Regions from separate parts of the Hordeum vulgare genome. Here region 2 is linked to region 1. The links are chromatin contacts, called in public Hi-C maps. All regions are on one chromosome and are shown on one strand. The core of a region is the stretch at or near the end of the contact, and the rest is flanking DNA. Distances in the headings are between cores, read along the strand shown. Region 1 has its middle 520 kb from the start of LOC123427236. Region 2 has its middle 280 kb from the start of LOC123427236.

Region 1 (5,548 bases), core at 2,200-4,699:
GCAGCCCCACCTAGACTCAACAGAGAGGACAACCCGTCGGTCTAAATCATAAGCACTCACGGGTCATGGGCCCATCACCCTTTGCACTCCTGCATGATGCGAGGGCTGGCGAGGTCAGTCCTAGCACCCCTTATTACAAAGCGCGATGCTTATCAGGACCACTCGGGCGTGCGCCGCTCCATTGCTGATGTCTGAAGAGATTCAGCTGATACCACGACGCCGTGAATCCATAACTCCTCCCACGTAGACGGTTAGTGCGAATAAGGTCTCCGACCAACCCAGATCAAATACTCAAATCCATTAACATTTTAATTAACTCATCGACACATCTACGCGGGAATCCACCCGCCAAACATTATTCATCAATGTTCCCAGTAACGCGGTCAAGTAACCGTGTGGTTGTAACATCACGGGATCCAAACGAACACACAGCGTATCCGGATTTTTCTTCTTTTGCAGATGAACTTTCATGTTCAAAATAATTTCATGTGACTTACGGTTTATTTTATATTAATTTTTAAAATTTTATTCAATATTAGGAATTAAATATATTTAAGTAATTCAGATATTTCAATTATGACATCAGCATGATGTCATGCTGACATCAGCAGCCAACAGTAACTTTGACTAGTCAAATATGACCAGTGGGTCCCATGTGTCATAGGCACATTTAGTATTAGGGTTAAATAAATATTTAATCAAGTCAATTAGTGGGGTGAGACCCAGTTGTCATACACTGATTAGGTTAACTAACTAAGAGAATTAAACTAAGAGTTTTAATTAATCGTTAATTGGGCTGGACCCACATGTCATTTCCCTATCAACTTAAGAGGGTATTAAAACTATCTAATTACACTAATTGATTTAATTAACAAGTTAATTTATTTATTTATTATATATTATTATTTTATTCATTTCATTTTTCAACTTCCTAAATGTTTTTTGGGGGGTTGGCCCTACATGTCAACGGGGAGGGGGGCTAGCAGCTAATGGTGTGGGGCCACGTGTCGGTGACCCACCAACGCCCAAACGTGACGGCGAGGCTGTGGCGAGGGCCAGGAACAGCGAGGTGGCCGGAAATGCACCTCCGGCCATCGTTTCGAGCGCTGCGAGCAGCTACGGGAAGCTTGCGCCGCCGTCGTTCCATTCCGGCCATCGGGGTGATCTGGGACTACCCGTGGCGAGCGCTACGTCGACGGCAGTGGAGGGGCTTTCGGTTCATATCGGGCGCGCGCAAACAACGATCATTTCGACCACCACTTGCGCGGGATGGGGTTAGGGGAGCTCTAGGAGCTCGTTGGTGGTCCTGGCGCAGCTCGATCAGCTCTATGGCGAGCACCACATTGGCCACGGCAGGGGGAGAGCTCGATCACGGCGACGCCTTGCTAAAGGGGGCCTACACAAGCTAACACAGGAAGAGAAGGTCGCGGGGAGGCTCACCGAGCCCTGTAGTCGTGCAAAGTGGGCTCGAGGCGGGCTCGGTGTGGCGACGTAGATAGTCCGACGGGGCCGACGCCGGTGGGGATGGCCTGGGCGCTGGGCACAGGATGGGAGGGCACCGCCGACGCGGAATGGCAGGGAGGCGCGGGCGTGGCCGGGTGCGTGGCGGCCGGCGAAGGGGGGCTCTGCCTCCCCGGCTCGATCCCTCCTGGATCGAGGGGAGAGGGAGAGCTGCAAGAGGGGCGTTGTTGGTAGGGTTTCGTGGGGTGCTCGGGGAGAGCGGGCTCGAGAGGGAGTGGGGGGAAACGAGGGGGCTGGCCTCGTGGAGGTTCGGTGGGAGTGGGGGGTTGTGGCGGCTGGGAGAGAGGAGGGAGTGTGGTGGCTGCGGGGTGGGTTAGGGTTTAGGTGGGAGGTTAAATACCCCCGAGGTAAGGTGGGCTGGGGTGGCCGACTGGGCTGGTTGGCCGAGTTGAGCCGGGGGAGAGGGCATTTCCCCCTTTTTTATTTTCTTTTTCTGGTTTCTATTTTCTTTTATTTATTTTGTTTAAAAAAATATGTAACTAGTTCCTAATTTAGTTTTAATATTTATGTCACTGCCACAAAAAGGTTTAACCCCAAATAAAAATAGTCTAGTATTTTATAAAATATAAAAGACATTTATTTAATCGTTTTGGTGCTATTTTAATTATTATAGTGCATCTAAAACACTTTATAAAAATGTGGTTTTCAACATAACAATATCCACAGAATAATTGCCACACTTTGAACATTTTTGTTTTGACATTCAAAAACTTTATCAGTTTGACTTTATTTTAAATTTGAATTTGAACGGTGTTTGAACCAACAAGAGTTTAAAAAACAGTAATCACGGTGACGTTGCATCATTAGCATAAGATTACTATAGCTGAATTATAGAGATAACTGTAGCAAAGGCTGAGGATGTCACAGTCGGCATGAGAGGCATGGGTGGCTTCGGAGCTACCATGGGGGCATGGGAGACATGAGTTTTGCGTCTCTCATGGAAGGCATTGGAGCACCTCCGGAAGGACACATGTCTTCCGATGTGCATCCTCACATACCTTCGTATGATTCCGTTGAAGATCTTGACAACACCTACCGAGCTCCACATGATGATGTGGCGCGCGTCAATGAAGAGAAGGAGGAGGAAGAAGTGGAGGAAGAACTGTCTTCGGATGAGGATGAAGAAACAGAGGAAGAGGAAGACGAAGATGAGGCATGATTGTTCATGTGTCGTGGAATTAAACTATGCTGTGTCTTTTTTTATGTTTGAAATATTTATATTGTCTTCTCAAAATGAACAAGTTTCAAGCGCCGGCTCCTCGCGCGCGCAATATTTTGCCGTCACTGCTGGAGACAGCACACTCCAACGCGTTAATTTTTTTATTTCAACGTTGTAAAATAATTTTTACGTGGGAAGTGGTTGGGCGCATGTTAGAGATGCTCTAAGGGACAACTTGATGACGTTTCGCATAGAAACGAAATTCTAGTGTTCAGGTTGGGCGTACCAGTTTAAACAAGAATACAAACTTTTTTGTGATCCTTCCAGAATGTTCTTTTTGTTTTTTACAGGTTTTAGGAACCTTTCAGTACATTCTAATCCCGTTTTTCTTCTGTTTTGTTTCATTCTTGCTTTTTTCCCCAAAATTATTCCCTTTTTTAAAAGAACCCAGAAATATCAAAAACATTACTGCATTTTGTGGAAACATGTTCACGTTTACATCTTTTGTGAAAAAATTCCCGTGTTCAAATTTTATTAAAGAAATTCAGAGAATGGACAAAAAATCTAAAAAATTTGACGTTTCCAAACATGTTTCTAAAACATTTCCGCATTTAAAGAAGTTATATTGTTTCTTTAAAAAAGATCGCCGTAGTGATAGTATACACCGTACGTTGAACCGCCCGCTACGTGTTGGATCCCTCCACCACTCATGGCGCTACAGTGTGCATGGCTGGCCGATCAAGACGCCTTCTGTGCGGCAGCGTCCTAATTGATGCAGCGAGAGTACATGCATGCACGCTCCAATATGATTGAAGGCTAAGCGTGTCTACGTGGCACATCAGTCCACGTAACGTACTCGCTAGGTGTCTCCGTCGACTAATTTGACTAGCTGAATCAACTGTGGATGAGGTTTTGCTGTCAAAAGACCTTGTGGATATTGTTGCTGCTGCTACAACTACAATGGCTTTAGATGGCTGCAAGGGTCGGACAAGTCAGATATCCCCGTCGTTGTATTGCGCCATCGTGGGGAAGAAGATGAAGAGGATGATCGCATCAGGTGTAGACGTGTAGTGTAGGTGGATAGGTAGCCCACGTCTTGGACAGATTGTCACGTATATGTGCAAAGATCAGATCGACATCCCCTGTTGTCGGCCGGCCCAATCGTCTTTGCGCTGCGCTTGAGCATCAAGAGTAGATGCACGCCATTTCCACAACCGCAGCTGCATATGTTATACAGTACACTGGAGTATTATAATAGTAAAACCATTCAATTATTCCATGTTATTTTATGGCCGCCACGCCTCCAAGTGTCAAAGCCTGCTTGCAGGTTGCACCGGGGAAGGTCGGTACTGACTGTAATAATGCACTTTAAAATGAAGTTGGAATCCTTCTCACTATATACCCTAGTTTATATGCATGATTGCTCAACTGCTATCTAAACTAATCGCAGCTGTTAAACAAACCGTTTTGCTTACGGGAGGAAAAGTACTCCAATCTAGGAGTACTAGGATAAGGCAGCCTGCCTCATTGACCATTACTAGCATTTTAACTCATGATGATTCACCGGTCCTTGATTCTCTGAAAACTACACTAGGACTAGTTTTTCTTTATCATGTACTGTAAACACCTCACCTGGACGGTGGCCTGACTTGATGATGCCTTGCTTGCTGACACGTGGCTTTCAAACCACGGCGGTTAATTACTTAGTTTGTTGGTGTATTTCATGTCGTTATAACCAGATTAATCAGTCTTTTTCTACGATGAATCCAACTAATCAGTCCTTTCTTTTTTCTGGCGATGAATCCAGTTAATCAGTCTCCGTTGGTGTACTACTAGTAGCATAGCTCTGGCACTGGTGTGATATTCATTTTTCTGCCAACTTCACATAGTAACTAACCAAAGCAAGGTATAAACTGCAGGATATGCTACTAGGTGACACGTGAAGTGGGAGTACGGCCATATGCCAAGTACGCGCTCACCGAAATAGTTAATATACAAAAGTTTTATAAAAGCATAACGTACTTATAAAAATTATAGCTACACTAATAAGACAAAGAAAACTTTCGTGTAGTAGGTGCTTTATTCACATCATGGCATACGCAGGAGATCATGGATAAAAGATAGACATATGTATGACCACTTATGTCGGAGTGTTTGTTGGTGATTGAAGATGTGGATTCCATTCCACGATCAACAACTTCATGCCTTGGCTTTTACACCAACCAAAAGCCGGACACCTACCTAGGGAAACGTTGGTGCGAGTGACTGGTCTTTCTCGCAAGTCGAACAAAATCTCGGTGGATGAGCGGCTGTCAACCCCCAGTTTGAGGAGCAAGACGCACATTATAGTTACATCTTTGCATGATAGTCTTTTCAATTGTTCACACAATGAGGCTTCTTGCTTTAAGAAAACTACAAGTTCAAGGGAATAAACTCTTACATCAGTTTTGATCCCATCTTTGGCGCTGTTTTTTCTTCTTCTTCTTCTAGATGGTGGGAACAAATTGGCTTGTGTCATCATTTGGCCACACGCTAGACGTTGGAGAGTTGCATTTGCACAAATAATCCACCCAACATGCACGCACGAGTTTGTGGTTATCCAACGCTGATACTTTCTTCGTCCTAAAATAAGTGATTTAAAAATGACTCAACTCTACACTAACTTTAATACAAAGTTAAGTCAACTTCGAGTCACTTATTTTAGAACGAAGAAAATACATAAATCCAGTTGTATACATCTTCTTATATATGTTTCGAACAAGCAGTATAAGCAAATAGTCGCAAGCAATTGACAATCTTCTTTTTTCTCCGCTGATTCATACTACTACAAATTAATGAATCATTGAATGTATCTAGAACAACCCAGCA
Region 2 (5,106 bases), core at 973-3,472, 240 kb after region 1:
TGTCCATCGCGTTCATTAACTGCGTGAACCTCTCCGCCTTCCTTTTCTCCGAGCGCCTCACACATGCCTCCACCTAGTTCATGAAGATGTTCTCAAACTTCTCTGTCATCTTGGCCGCCACACCGTCTCGCTTCGCCCTCTCCTCCTCCCACTTTTCCTCCCGTAGGTTTCTTCAAACCTTCTTCGGCGGTTGTTAGGTTGGGTCGATAGGGTCATCGGTTTCTTCCTCGTTGACTTGGACGACGGTCTTGGCAATGAAAAGGTTCCAGCATTTAACTCGAACCAACAATGCATGATGGTGAAGGACTACTTCTCCAACTTCTTGTACACCAAACACGCACGAGAAAGCTACAAAGTGAAACAATGTTGACAATGCGTATCCGTATAGTGAGCAAGAAAGCAATACATGTTCGGCTAGTGATCAACAAAACTGAAGCATATCCAGCTACTGATCAACTTACTTGCTTGGTGATTTTTGCACCGCTAGGCCACTGTGCGATGAGCTGCTTTAAGTGGCCGCAATACTTGGACAGGGCCTCTTGAATGGTGTATCATCGATGATTGAGGGACGTCCATTCACTGTTGCGGATGACCGCGATGGTGTAGGGCACGAAAATGTTTGTGTTTATGGAACCATATGTGAATGTTCCTCCAAAAGGTTGTGCCCTTTTGCTCCGTGCCATGGAACTGATCGAGGCTAGTTGCCAACCATGCCTCGCACAATAGCTCGTCCTCCCTCATGTTAAAGCTTTCTCCGCTTCCCTTCTTCTTCGGATCGTTGGTTATATCACCCAGATCATCATTATCGTCGGTGCCCTCCTCCTCTTCCTTCCCCCCTCGGGTTGCTGCTCTCCGGCTGCCCATTACTAATGTTGCTCTCTGCCATCGCTGGTCTGGGTGTACGTATGTTGTGTGGCCGTCTAGGTGTACGATTGCTGGTAGTTGTCGGATTGGATGGGGTCTGAGTCTTCCACCTGACCGTCCTCATTGCCCCTCTCCCTCCCTCGCCTCCGTCATGGATGATGTCGAGCATCTCCATATCCGTGTCGTATGCCGGCTACCCAACTCTAGGCATTGCAACGAATAACATGCTGGTACCCATCTACTCCCTCGGTGTCGACCGCGCCCGCTGCATCTGCGTCGAAGAATACTCGGAGAATAGAGGGTCGCGTTGATGTCGATGATGTAAGGCACCGTACTGTCTCGGGTGCCGAGCTACTTGGCGGCGTAGTAGTACGGAGGCTTGTAAGACTCCGGTCATGGCATCGTCTGTGTTGTGCGCATGCCTGTCTTGCGGCATCCGCCACAACTGCGCCAACCTCCACGACATCCATGCCTATCGCCACCAGCATGCCCACCGGTGGCCAATCGCTTCTTGAACTTCTTCTCCTTTGTCGCCTTCGCTTTGACACGACGACCCTGTCACGTCGAAGAGTTGATCTCTCGGGCTGTGCGCGATGCGCGGATCCTTCGGCACTTCCACCAGCTCCATCTCCGACAGGTTCTCCGGTGGCTCCATGCGTCGGCGACGGAAGGAAGGAAATGATGGAAGAAAAGAGCGGAAAGTGGGTGAAAAGCGGCAAGGACTGAATGGGGAATCTTGACAGGGAAGTTGTGCTTTGCAAGAAAATCATGGGCTCCGCCTTCCTTTTAGGTGGGCCAGAGTGGTATACAGCGCCGTTTCTCATATCCAAATTCCCGCAAACCTTCCCCACGTTTGCCTTCGGTTTACAAAAGAAATCACGTCCGGACCGCTCCGCGGATAGATAGAGAACCACGTTGAATGGCTTATGCGGTCCAAACCGTTGCGGATGGTTTGCGGTAACGCTTGGAGGTGCCCTTATAAAGTTAATTTAAGTTTGACCAAATATGTAGAAAGAACAATTAACACGAAAAAATATTGAATAAATAAATTATAAAATAGATCTTGGTGGATATACTGATACTGATTTTGCGTTATTTATTTTCATATTTTTTAATGTATATTTGATCAAATTTAGAAAAGATTAAACTTTTTAACTTAATTTATACGTTATTTATTTGGAGACGGAGCAAGTATAAGTGATAAACTAGTGGGCACGCAGTGAGATATTTGGTGGACAAACATAGCCATCCATCACGCAAGGCCTGTGCGCGGGCGAAACGGGCACACAAGTAAAGAAGACACCTCCTGTCCTGTCCTGTACGTCGCTGGACGAACGCGCCATGCTGCATTGCCAAAGATCAATCGATGAAAGCGAATAGTGAGACATCTGTACATTGCCTCGGTGTTCAGTTCCACGAACCTATCATAATCGTACTTTACCCCTGTAGTAGAATAGAGTAGAGATCGGAGCTGCTCGCACATGTTTATATATATTTGGAAATTTTAAAATCTAATTGTGGTATTTTTTTTGGGAAAGCTACGCATCCATCGATGGATGTCTAATAAATATCCACCACACCGATAACCGTCGAATCTTCGCATGTGCAGCCGTCCGCAGCCATTCGATCTAAATCCTGACACGTGACTCGGTCGTCTTCCTCAACACATTAATTTCTGAAACAACAAATCAGTTGCGGAAACAATCGCTTTGTTTCGGACCCCGATAGAGCTGCAAACGGCTATATAATTTTTTCTGCTACAAAGATTTAATACGGGATGACCAACAGATTGAGCTGACAATTTTTGCAACAAGCATAATGTTGCGTTCGGATGTTTGCAAAGGGACCGTGTTGCGAAACTTTTGCAACACAGATATTGTTGCTGGAATTTTTCTTCTGCAACATAACTAATATTGCAGAATTTTTTCTTGCAACAAGGAAGATGTTGCAGAATTTTTTTCCAAATCAAGCCGCTCGCTCTCACAGTCAGACGAGCCCCGAAACACCTCTACTTATATCTAATATCAAAAATGTTTGCCCTAAAACAATACGTGAGTTGCAGGAAAACGAAAGCGACTTCGACGGACGTACGAACACACAATCGAACGGCCGTGGAGCCGGCGGACGACGGCGTGCGATCGGTCGATAGAAGAGAATCTTTTCTTTTTTTTGAATAAAAAAAGAGTGAAATTTCCATGGGCGGTGGGCTGATCTTACAAAAGATTAGCCGCCTGTGGAGCTCTCTGATTGAGGTGTGTGTGGAGCCGTCTGATTGCAGGCTCGCAACACGCATTTTCCTTTGGTTAAGACTGTGCGCGGTGCGCCGGCCCAACTATTAGGCCGGTCGACCTGCAGTCGTTAGATCTGCCCAATCCGAACCGTCGGATCCCGTCGTCCCCAACAGTTGGTCGCCTCGCACGCGCCGACAGCCTCGCACGCGCCGACGCCCCAGTACGCGCCGACCGCCTCGCCTCGCCTCCTCACCGCTAGTCACCCTCACCGTCGGTCGCCGCTGGTCGCCGCCTCGGCCGCCCATCGAATCACCATGGATACAGCTCCGCGGCTCAGCTCGTCTAGACCGCACGCCGCCCCGGCTGCCCCGCGCTCCGGGACTCAGCTCGCCCCCACCGTTCGCTGCTCCCGCCGCTCGCCGGCGCACTCGCCGTTGCTCATACCGTCGGTCTTCACCTCGTTGGTCGCATCTCACCCCCCTGTGTTGCAAACGCTAGAAAAAAAGTTTCAACTGTGTATAGAAAAAGCTTCAACCGTTAAGACAAAAAGCTTCAATCAAAAAACTTCAACGAGGAAAAGTTGCAAACGTTGATAGAAAAAGCTTCAACCGTATATGAAAAAAGTTTCAAACACCGCTCCGGCCGCAGCATCTCGCGTGGTCACTCTTCAAAAAGTTTCAACCATATATAGAAAAGCTTCAACCGTTAAAAAAAAACTTCAACCAAATGCTTCAACGAAGGAAAAGTTGCAAACGTTGACAGAAAAAGCTTCAACCGTATATAAAAAAAGTTTCAACCGTCGCCCCGGCTGTAGCATCTCGCGTGGTCACCTTTGGTCACCGCCGTCAGGCGCAGCGGCTGCCGGTGGAGAAGTCACAGTGCTCGCCGACAATGCCTGAGGTTGCAGGGGGGAAGGGGGAGAGGAGGAAGAAGAAGGAGGAGGAGGAGGAGGAAGGAGAGGGAGGAATGGGATAGGAAGGAAGGAAGACGAGGTGGGCACGCGAGATATGGAGATCGAACGCCAGCCACGTGACCGGCCGAACATTTCGGCCGGCGCGCTGACGGAAAACATTTCCCTTTTCCTTTTCTCGCCTTCCCATCCTCCTATTGCAATGAAGCAGTGCCGGAACAACAGCCCTTCCTTGGCCAACAATGCAGCGCTGCCATTTGTCGGGATGTCGATTATGTTTACACCAGCCCCGCCATCGTACCACGGACAATGCTGCAATGCAACGTCTGACGGCCCGACAATGCGCCAATGCAGCAAAGCCATGCAACACCGAGCATGCGACAACTTCGACGCAACACCTCTCTTGTCTGGCGAAGCTCCATTACAGCCCAGACGGAGCTCCATTGCATCACCATCACAACTTTCATAACACTAGCAGTGCTCCATTGCAGCAACGATGGTGCGACAAAAGCTGGGCTCCATTGCAGTGCATTGCAGCATCTGGAGCCGGCGATACCTCTCGATTGTAGCATCAACTTTGATTGAAATGTCGACAAGCTTTATGCAGCAGCAGCAAAGCCACTGCCTTGCAAAGCTCGTGACCAACATAGTTGAGATGACGCCTTCACCGGCAACATCAGAGCGGTTGTTTGGCGGAAGCTTCACTGCAGGACACGACAATGCGAGGCAACACTGATGATGCTTGCTGCCGACGGCGGTGCCTCTTTGCACCAGGTGGTCCGCTGCAGACGCAATTATCGTGACAAGTACTGGTGTTGCAGGTGTTGCGAGGCGCGGGCAAAATGAGCTAGCGACTAGGCATTCTCATTGGTGAAAGCACGTAGTAGAGAGGGAGGGGGAGGGGGTACGCGAGAAAAGATGGGAAGGGGTGGGCGAGAGGCAGAAGGATAAGGTAGAGACATACATTTGCCATCTGCGTGTGTCGAGAGACGGAGGCAGCACACATGAGCGTGTGCGATCCCAATCGATCGGACAACTCGTGAGGGGGTTTCTTCAAACAAAATCAGTCAACTGAAGAAAAAGTTTTCCATTCTATAAGAA

The links. Hi-C and Micro-C count contacts between places; a contact is called where the count stands out from the background.
Region 2: a Hi-C map of leaf shows a contact between it and region 1, with 4 times the contacts expected there. The contact joins two enhancer-like sites. A contact is called at or near these places in 3 of 6 Hi-C or Micro-C datasets (leaf and seedling).

What each region holds. Positions count from the first base shown.
Region 1 is chr2H:354,818,367-354,823,914 of MorexV3_pseudomolecules_assembly, forward strand. No RefSeq gene overlaps it. Among protein-coding and RNA genes, the nearest start is that of LOC123427236, 520 kb to the right of the region's middle. Within about 2 kb of position 3,450, at least 3 of the 3 cell types and tissues checked have open chromatin away from gene starts, as enhancers often do. A contact at or near this core is called in leaf, where this site is marked.
Region 2 is chr2H:355,058,814-355,063,919 of MorexV3_pseudomolecules_assembly, forward strand. No RefSeq gene overlaps it. Among protein-coding and RNA genes, the nearest start is that of LOC123427236, 280 kb to the right of the region's middle. Within about 2 kb of position 2,223, at least 2 of the 3 cell types and tissues checked have open chromatin away from gene starts, as enhancers often do. A contact at or near this core is called in leaf, where this site is marked.